Regions from separate parts of the Zea mays genome. Here region 1 is linked to region 2. A link is a contact called in public Hi-C data. All regions are on one chromosome and are shown on one strand. Each heading gives the region's core, a stretch centred on a gene start, on an enhancer-like site or on the middle of the called end of the contact. The rest is flanking DNA. Distances are from core to core; before and after follow the strand shown.

Region 1 (5,115 bases), core at 879-3,378, 83 kb before region 2:
TCTACAGAGATCTGAAGCCGGAGAACGTGCTCGTGAGAGAAGATGGCCACATCATGATCTCCGACTTCGACCTCTCCCTTCGTTGCGCGGTGTCGCCGACGCTGGTGAGATCTTCCCTGAACTCCGACTCCAGGAACGCGCAGGCTGCCTGCATCCAGCCCACATGCTTCATGCCCAAGCTCTTCGGCCAGAGGAGCAAGAAGAGCAGCAGCGCCAAGAAATCCAAATCCAAGGGCGGCGAGCCCAGGCAGCAGCAGGCTCCCACGGGCCTGCCGGAGCTCGTCGTGGAGCCGACGGGGGCGCGGTCCATGTCGTTCGTGGGGACGCACGAGTACCTGGCTCCGGAGATCATCAAGGGCGAGGGCCACGGCAGCGCGGTGGACTGGTGGACGTTCGGCATCTTCCTGCACGAGCTCATGTACGGCAAGACGCCGTTCAAGGGGCAGACGAACCGCGCCACGCTGTTCAACGTCGTCGGCCAGCAGCTCAGGTTCCCGGACTGCCCCGGCACGAGCAACGCGAGCAGGGACCTGATCAGAGGCCTGCTGGCCAAGGAGCCCCAGAGCCGGCTGGGCGTGAAGAGGGGCGCCGCGGAGATAAAGCAGCACCCCTTCTTTGAGGGCGTCAACTGGGCGCTTATCCGCTGCAGCACTCCCCCCGGCGTGCCCCGGGCCGTCGAGCCCGTGGCGTTGGCGCCGCCCGCGCCAGCTAAGCCAGCGCCGGTGGAAAGAGCGGAGATCAACAGCAGCAGCAATAGCAAGAGGATGGAGATCAACAGCAGCAGCAACAGCAAGAGGATGGAGATCAACAGCAGCAGCAAGAGGATGGCAGGAACCGGTTCTGAGTCCGGGGGGAAGTTCCTAGACTTCGAATTCTTTTAGCTAGTTTTGAGTTAACGATACTTGTTGCAGTTCAAGACGAATTGTAGGTGTAGTTCCATACTGGAGTGCTAGCGTTTGGCATGTCTGACCGGTCCCAAGTCTGTGTTGGTTGTTGAGACTTGAGAGTTGCGGCTCGTCCCATGTCACTAGACACTAGTAGTTACTTAGTCAAAGAGTAAGCCATGAAGTTTGAGTAGTCGAAGGAACGATTTGTCATCATGTCTGTTTCCATTACAAGTTATATAGCCTTATCAGATTTTTCTTTTTACTACATGATCAGCAACGAAATACACCATGTAGTTTGCCTAAGCATTCTGTACTGTACCAAAATGTGAATGTCCCATAATATGAAGTGGAACAGAGGAAGATACAGAGTTACCGACCACCTCAATAAACATACGCTATACGTTAGTATACGGTGCACTACACGACCAGGTTTTCTGCTGCGCCGATGAGGCCCATGCCGGCGGCGGGGCTCCTGTGCCGCATGAGCACGCGCAGCTGCGCCCGCTGGCACTCGAGGTTGGACACCAGATCCACCCGCTCCTCGCGCGGGCGCGGGCGCAGGCGCAGGCGCGCGGCCCTGGGGAACTCCACGAACCCCTTGATCCCCCTCCGGATGTGCGGGTTCTCGCCGCCGCCGCCGGGCTCTCGCCGGTGCGGCTTACCGTGCTGCGGGCTCTGTTGCCCGCCGTGCTGGCTCGCCGACTTGCTGCCGTTGGGGCTGCTGCAGCAGCTGCTCTTGTTGGCGTCGGCAGTGGCCTGGAGCTGTGCCACGGCGTCGTCGATCTCCCGCAGCTTCTCGTCCAGCGCGGCCCTGGCGTCGGCGAGCTTCATCTGCACCCGCTCCTCGCGCCACAGCTCGGCGACGCGCAGCATCCGCCGCTCCTCCTCGACGCCCTCCAGGGCGCGCTCCGCCTCCGCGCGCGCGGCGCCGGCCTCCTCCCGCAGCGCCCGGCACTCGGCCTCCGCGGCCTCGCTCCGCCGCCGCTCGTCGGCCAGCTCCGCGGCCAGCGCCTCGCTCAGCGCCTCCGCCTTGCGCCGCATGCGCCGCTCGAACTCCAGCTCCGCCCTCAGGTCCCTGATGCGTGCCACGCAGAGCTCCAGCTCCGACGACATGGCGCCGTACCCGTACCCTTGGTCGACCTCCTCGTCGTCCAGCGCAATGATCATAGGAGGGGGCTCGGGACTCCTGCGGACTTGGCAAGGAGAGGGCGAGCAGCAGGATGAGGAGAGATGGGTGCCCCTGCCCCGCGGGGTGTAGTGGGGGTTGTGATAAAGCTTCCAAGGTGGAGAGCCGGCAGCACCGTGGCCATGATTGGCCTCCACTTGCACCGACGCCATATTTTCCGAGCTCGGGATCTAGTATTTTATCCGCCCGTCCTACTCTATACTCGATAACAAGGGTTGGGAAAGTGATCCATGCATGGCCCCAAGGTCTGGTCACCAGCTCCTCCGAGCTTCGTCTTTGTGAGCTGTAAAAGGTAGGAGATGGTCACGTCTTGCTCTCACATGCATATGGATCCCGATCTCGACGCCGCCATCATGGTGGTTCATGATCCTCGTCGCTCGTCGCTTTTCATACGCAGGCAGGTAGGCAGCAGCAGGCTGTTTATCATTCATCAGTCTCCGCTCCTTTGGTCGGCTGTGCCTGTGCTTGGCATCGTGGGTGTAGGGAATAGGGAGGGGGATCATGTGCGCGCCATCCGCCATTGCGCTTTTTCAGTGAGGCGTGGCGCGCATGCCACGCGGTCTCGTCGCCTCGCATCCTTGCAGAAGCTAGGTGGTGCGTCTAGTGCTCGCTCAATCGATGACCAAGCAACAGGGTATCTTGCTAACCTTTGTGCTGGTTGTGATAAGTGCTGGAGCTGGATATTGTCATTGTTTGCCTCCAGTCGTGGTGGCAACATTGATTGTCTTTGTTTGATGGCCATGGCCGTCTAATGTCTTTTTTTTGTCCATCGTACTAGAGATGACAGTGTATACGAGTATAGATAAATAACCATATGTAATTATTCATTAGGTATGAGTATGGTGAAATTTATTCTCCACGAGTACGGGTATGAATATAATAAGATATCGATGAGTAAATTTTTTGCGGGTTTAGATACCAGGTATCTATATCCGTTGGGTATTTGACATATGGACCATCGGGATTTAATACACTATCTCAAATTTTTTATTTTTCAATTTTCAACTACAATGTAGTTTGGTGTTCAAATTGTTGTTCGATGCTGCTGAAACGGTGAAATTCTTGAACCATGATAAAATTGTTGTTTGATGTTGGATGTTAAAATTATAGTGGGCGAGCGGATAACGGGTATCAGTCGGATAGCGAATACTCGGCGAGTACGTGTATATGTATACACATCTATATCCACGAGCGCATGGATACATATATAGATTAAGTTTTATCTCACGTGTATAGGTTTACCAAAAATGTAACCCGGTGTCCTATACTCCTATGCATCTCTGATTGTCATAATGTCATCCTTATTGCTCTTGTGAAGGTACAGCACATTAGGAAGAAGAACAGGTGCATGCCAGTGCTGCACTGCACCGTCCAGCATCAAGACTGTTGGAATTGATATCCGCTGCCAACGCTACACCTGCGTCGTGCAGTTTCCGACCCTAATCTATAGCCCTGAGGTACCGTACCATAGATGGAACCAACGGCCGGCCTCGTGCGACGGAGTAATAGCGTGCTCGTATACACGGGGCGGCATGCAGTACTGACGATGTGCCGGCCACCGGACCTGTATCACTCGTCGTACACCGTGATATCAATCAATGGCGATGCACTCGTTACCACAGTCGTATGCATTCAATGACACAGGCATACAGGTTTGCTAGGCAATCTACACTGGATATATAAGGGTCTCTTCGTTTCGATACGACGGAATCACGTACAGAACCGAAAAAAATAGGAGAGTAAACTAAACCGTATAGTATATGAGATCATTTTATATTATACTGTACATTTAGATTATAGTATAGTATATGAGATCATTTTATATTATACTGTACATTTAGATTATAGTTAGTTGTTCATGTGTTGTGACGGCACACAAATTATTCGATCAAATATTAGCGTGCAACGATTATATAAAAACAAACAACACATGTTATCATCTACTGCAGACTCGCTTGTTGACAGAAACCTAAAACATGTCATTAATCTCAAACAAATATGCCCGATGACACAAGAATTGGTGTGGTTGGATGGGACGGTGCAAGTATGGAGGTTGATGAAACACTAAGTGTATTCTATTGCATACTTTTCAGTACCCTCTGAGTTTAAACAAATTAAAAACATTAATAATCAAATTATAGCAGTAGAGCTTGATGAAACTCCAATCCACAAGCATCCTTTAGAGCAGATATTAAACCATCATTCATAGCATCACCGCAATTAAGTAAGGAATCTACACTTGATAAGGTTCTCTTCTCTCTTCGATACGACGGAATCAGGTATAGAACCGGAAAAAAATATAAGAGACTTAAACTAAACCGCTATCATATATATTTATATTATAATGTGTACATTTTAGATTATTTAGATTATAACAGAGACTTCTCGAGAGTGGTGGTAGGGCTCGAGCCTCATTTATCCCACCGCTAATTTCCCTGGATGGAATAGAGTTTGTTTACCATTTCTATATATCATATGGATAAACTTTGATTTAACCAAACACAAAAATATATGTTCTATTAGTTAGGTAGACATAAATATTAAACCAAATAACTAATATAATCATGAAAACTGTTTTTTATATAGTAGACAAGTACATATTTTTATTTTAAAAAGCTGAATAATTTTAAATATCAACTATAACTGTGGCGGAACTGACCGAATTATTCCAACTTAAGTGCCTAAACCCCACCGTAGAGGCTAGACCACACTTAAATGGGAATAACCCGTCAATCCCTCGGATCTAGTCCGACACGGCCACTGACAGGATCAAGTACCACAATCTCACTCGATGGTGAGTCACAGAGCAAATACAATAAAGCATAAAACCATGCATGAAAGAGTGTTAAATTATTACATCATCATCGGAGTTTTGCAAAGGTAGTCATCATTGTTCGAAGTGCAGCGGAATAAAACTAACGGTAAATAAACAGAGAGATGGGGAAGCCTGTCCCATCACTCCTCATGCTCCTCCTCAGCCGAGGTAGGGTCCCACTCGACAGTCCAACCCGGTGGCAAGATGGACGGCCAAGTCACTCCAGC
Region 2 (5,268 bases), core at 1,906-4,405:
TCATGCATACCATTTGTCGTTTGGAGCCATTAGTTGACTTCAGGTCAACAAGTAAAATGACCATCAAGGTTTAGCGCTCACAAGGACATTCACTGGTTTCATTGTGCTTTGAAGCACATAGGAAAATGTGTGTTTATATTGGTAGTAAAGTGCACGGCATCAGGCCAATGCTGCTAGGCAAAGATTTTTATATGCAAAGATGTATAGTCCAGCTCATTTTATTATTGCCCATGGTTTACCCAATTACTCATACCGTTCTGAAATTGGGTATCGATTTATGCAACATTTTAGGTATTATAATTTTGAGAGAGAATTTATAACAATAGTTAATAAATTGTGATGCTGCCAGCAGGGCAAACATTTCTCCTCAAATTATATATCATTTTGTTCTATAAAGCATTATTTCGATATCTTCGTTGTTCGACAAAATAAGAAGTTTTGGAATAGAACCGGCAAGGCCAAGAATTCATTTTTATCTGGGAAAAATCACCATATAACTAGCTTTTCATGAAACAAATGATGATAACTGCTTGGCAAGAACAAAAACAAGACTAGGATCCGTCTTCAACAACAGATAGTACTACTCTCATACGAAGGAGTCATCAGGACTAGGGAGAATACAACAGGTCTCCATAAGATCTTTATATTTCTATCACAAATTACCATCAATGACAGTATTGCGATCGAGAATTGTGGCTCTTCCAACACAAAAAACCAAGGACAAATTAATGCCTAATGTAGCTTCAAGCTCTGTGGTGATGTGGGATTCCATGGCTATATTTGTACTTTTCTTACTTCTGGTAGATCAGATATAGATTATGGTAAGCATGCCAAGGGGTGGAATACAATATAGTTCTGCTACATAAACCCCAGATATATGTCTATTCAGAATCGACCTTTACCATTTGGTTTATAGTATATACCATACCAGTCAAAGGACTATCCCAAGTCAGTTCAGCGGCTATAAGTATTTAAATTCTGAGAGATGTATGCAACACAAGCATAGAGGGCCTAGATAGGCCAAGTAAAGTGGATCAACGAGAACACACAATGTTTTTTCACACCAACGTTGTGAAAAAATTCTCAGAATTACCTTTCGATGTACTCACAACTTCGTGTTGCTAAGGTACTAGCCATTTATCTCAAAGTTCGCTTCATGCCGCTCAGCGACAAATAGCAATGTGCCAACATCTGGTTGAGCAATGTATGACTGAGATTCTAGCATTTATTCATCTGACAAGGTCTTATTGCTTACTAATAAAATCCCAATTTGTGATGTCTTCTATGACAAAAAGACTTTCATGCATTATATTATATATCTTCGGGTTACTTCAAGTAAAACTTTATGCATGAGAGAGAGAGAGAGCAGAGAATTAACTTATTTATGTTTCATTGTATTTCAATTTAATTTCCCAGATTTCCAAGCACTATGGGGCTTGATATAGTAGTTATGGCCCCTTGGCGATATATATAAATATATGATGCCACACAACACAATCAAATAAAATATAGAGCCAAACAAAATTGTTTACGAAGGTTGTGCAATAATGTGACTTTAGAGCTTGAATAACCCACCACATTCCATGTGAGTACAAGCTCTAGCGTATCTGGCGTCAACATATGTGCGGCCATCAGGGCTACAACAACACAACAAGCCTTTATAACAAGCACAATTGTGGCTCGGTAGCTGGGGTACACGATAAATCCACACAACGTGCGCAACAGACGTAATTGTGGCTCGATGATCACGACAGACGGATAGTTCCTACAGGGTTGCGAAAAATGTGTGACTCGACGATTGCGGTTCGACTCAACGGGAGCGGTCCGATTAAATGAGAGTGTGACATAGTAATCACATGACACAGCCAAGTTCGTACAACACAAATACTGTGTCGTGTTGCCAGGGTGCAGCCAATACTCAGCCAATGCCATAACTCGGTCGATTAATAACGTAGTCTGATCGACATGTCAGAGTACCCACTATACAATTTAATCGCTCAACGTGAGTCCAAAAGCTCAACACATCATAAATATTTAGAGCGATTTTAGTCTGCGCAGTATAGTCTGCACACCCATTTTAATAATTTTCTGCTAATTATTTACTACGGGAAATAATTATTAATGCAAAAAACGAACACCAAAATTAATGCATGAGCATAACACATCACGTGTAACTATCATTTTACCATATTCAAGCATGTATTTTTCTACTAATTATTTGCGATAGAAAAATAACTGATTAAGATAAAAAAACATGCTTAATTATTTTGTTTCTCAACCGGTCACTTACATGAAATACTCAACGCATGATTGTTTTCTTAGCCGCATGCATCTTTTCCTAGTTTGACTCATGCGGCAGGGGATGCATGGCATCATGCATATGTGTATGGAGACGTGCGCGGGTCAGCAGGTCAGCAACGGCAAGGAGAAAGTCTCGCGGCTGCAACTGCGTGCATGTCTCCTAGATCCAAAAAATGCGCGTGGAGCCAGCGACCTGATGCGCCGAGCGACGCCGCCGAGCAACCGGATCTTATAGAATGCTCTTGTTCGGGTGTGGCCCCGATACGGCTCTGGCATAGTCGAGGCACGGCTGCTAGCGCAGTGCGGTCCCGATGAGCGGAGCACCACTACGGCGATGGCAGTTCGTCGCACACAAATTACAGCACGTGCACAACTAACTGATCAATCAGTAAACATACCGTTTGTTTGCGTAGATAGAGAATCGAAGACTGTCGCGTAGGACAGTTCGGCTAGGCCGTAAGACCTGCCGGCTTAACGAGAGTTGATGCAGATCTGATCCCGCAGCGACATCGAGGTAGAGCGTGCTGATAACGTGTTGAGAACTACGTCACCACGGATCACCAGATCCGCTCCCTTCCCTCCCGTCAGCAGTAGAGGCGCGAGAAGCTGTAGAAGACCCGTCTCCCTTCCCATAAGCACGATAGAGGAAACACACGAGACACCGGGTATAGGGTTGGGCCTCTGGCCTCTTTCTCTTTTTTGTATTATGAGAGAGTATACAGGTTTCTTATATAAAGATGTTTCTTATATAAAGATGTGAGACCCCTTAGGAGCAAAGCAGGTATTTACCCATATAACCCTAAACTTAACAAGCCTTACCCTCATCCACATGCTCCCCGCTCTTGTACGCCACCATAAGGATCCCACACTTCAGTCACGGCCACCGCACGGGCCCATGGACCCACTGACGGATGGGCCCATGGATTCAATAATTTTTGTTCACACATAATTTTCCAATCCATCTTCAATGGTTTCGGTCACATTTTGGTTACCAACAATACGTATTTGAAAAGAAAATTCAAAACAAGTTGTAGTTTGTAGTTTGGAACGGAGATGGCAGAATTTAAAGAAAATGCATTGACGGTTAGAGTACGCAGCGTAGGCCCATCAGATTCTTCCGTGGTAGGGTTGACCGGTTTAGAGAGAGAGGCGAAAGACATAACTGGCAACGGGCCGCTGTAGGCTTGTTGTTTTTCACGGGTGTTTCCATGGGCCAAACATGGCTGCGCGTACCAAATGACAGTCATCTTCGATCTGGTGGAATACTACATAAGTCGTACTCCCAGGCTTGGGGCTTTAAGTGGGCTTCTATGACGTTCAGCCCATTTGTGCAAGTCATGGGTGGGCAGGATTTCCATAGTTTACGCGGACCGGCCCACTCAAAAAGAATACAGGGTCATCTCGTATTCTCCTCCAATGTATTTGTCTCGGATACGAGACCGGATACGGATAGTTAAAATTCGAGACGAATATAAGACGGAACCGGCTAATAATTCGGACGGGTAATAAACGGGTATCGGATATCACTCGGGTAGATAACAGATATTTATCGGGTAGTTCGTCCCAATAATATTAATTGACCAACCATCCAACAAACAAATAAAATAAGAAATACATAATTATGTAAATGAATAAGGATATTATAGAATCGACAACATAATTTGAAAAAACATAATCTACAAGTATACGTGATTTATAGCTGCTTCCTTCGCTTGAGGAACTTTTTTCTCTTGTACATCCATAACATTCTTTCATTCTTTATTTCCCTTGAAGACTTCTGCTCATGACGCATTATATTACCATGATACGTTACCAATTAACAAATGTAGAACACATCAACTTCTGGAGTTGTGTTGGAGGATTTTGATTCCCACTTCTCCAATAAATTTTATCATAGTTATCTGGATAACACTAGTAAGATAATGCATAAATCTGACAGCGTTGCTCTTACAAATCCATTTCTTAGCATGTGACATATCATTTTCTGCAGTAAACGTATACCCTATTTCTGATTATGGGAAACTAAGCAATGAAGTCGATAGATGTGCCCAAAGGACAAAAATGTCATGTACGTACAAAAATGTCACGTAGTATTTGGCTACTACTAGCAGTATATGGTAGCAAGCTGGTTCTCAGAATTTCGATTGTCACTGTCGTAGTGCTAGTAGGCCAAAGCTAACCAACCAAACACTGAGCTTGGGCTAATGAGCCGTAAGCCAGCTTCATCCGCATGGCGCATGACAGTGGAGACCGCAACCGGCCAAAATAGCAAGGTGCCCGCTAGGTGAGTACCCGGGTACCCGATCATCCGATACCCGTATCCGAACCGAGGTTCGCGGGTTGTTACCGGATAATAGTGACTCTGTATCCTATCTGTATCTGGCTGTACATTATTCGTGTAGTATTCGTATCCGTCCCGACAACAAAAATACCCGTATCTATATTCGAAAAATCGGGTTATTTCACTACCCGTATCTGGTACCCGATCCGGGTACCGTGCCTTTTTCACCCCTAAGGGCTTATTCGGTTATTTTCAATCCATATAAATTGGAATGGATTAATACAGATTGAGAGAGATTTTAACTTACTAGTGATTGAAATCCCCTCAATCCCCTCAATCCCCTCGATTCATATAGATTACGGTATAACCGAACAAGCACTAAATGAGACAGTGCAGTTGGGATAATCAGTACCTCAACCAAACAAATCGTAGTCACTGCTTCCATTCACGTCGCTCCCCTGTTACCAGTTATCACACACGAGTACAGGACACAAGTGCCTTCCATTATTAAAAAAGGCACACAAGTCCTTGTATACAACTGTTTCGTTTCATCAGCAATGCAGATCTCTACAGCTGCATAAGCCTAGTTGCTCTCAGCAACTATTGTTGATTGATACCAGGCCATCAGGACCACTAGTCAACTCTCTTCTTGATGGCCTTAGAGTCTATGGTCATTATGCATTCAT

The links. Hi-C and Micro-C count contacts between places; a contact is called where the count stands out from the background.
Region 1: a contact with region 2 is called in a Hi-C map of tassel, with 4 times the contacts expected there. The contact joins the promoter of LOC100277537 here to the enhancer-like site in region 2. A contact is called at or near these places in 3 of 25 Hi-C or Micro-C datasets (ear, leaf and tassel).

What each region holds. Positions count from the first base shown.
Region 1 is chr1:95,219,141-95,224,255 of Zm-B73-REFERENCE-NAM-5.0, reverse strand. It overlaps LOC100277537, which reads right to left and starts at 2,128. Exons shown (of 1, transcript NM_001151068.2): 1 at 1,201-2,128. The coding sequence starts at 2,054. The coding sequence ends at 1,305. LOC103637670 (serine/threonine-protein kinase D6PK) reads left to right here. Exons shown (of 2, transcript XM_008660229.4): 2 at 1-1,152. The coding sequence ends at 881.
Region 2 is chr1:95,136,553-95,141,820 of Zm-B73-REFERENCE-NAM-5.0, reverse strand. No RefSeq gene overlaps it. Among protein-coding and RNA genes, the nearest start is that of LOC100381684, 38 kb to the right of the region's middle. Within about 2 kb of position 3,155, at least 17 of the 20 cell types and tissues checked have an H3K27ac peak or open chromatin away from gene starts, as enhancers often do. A contact at or near this core is called in ear, leaf and tassel, where this site is marked.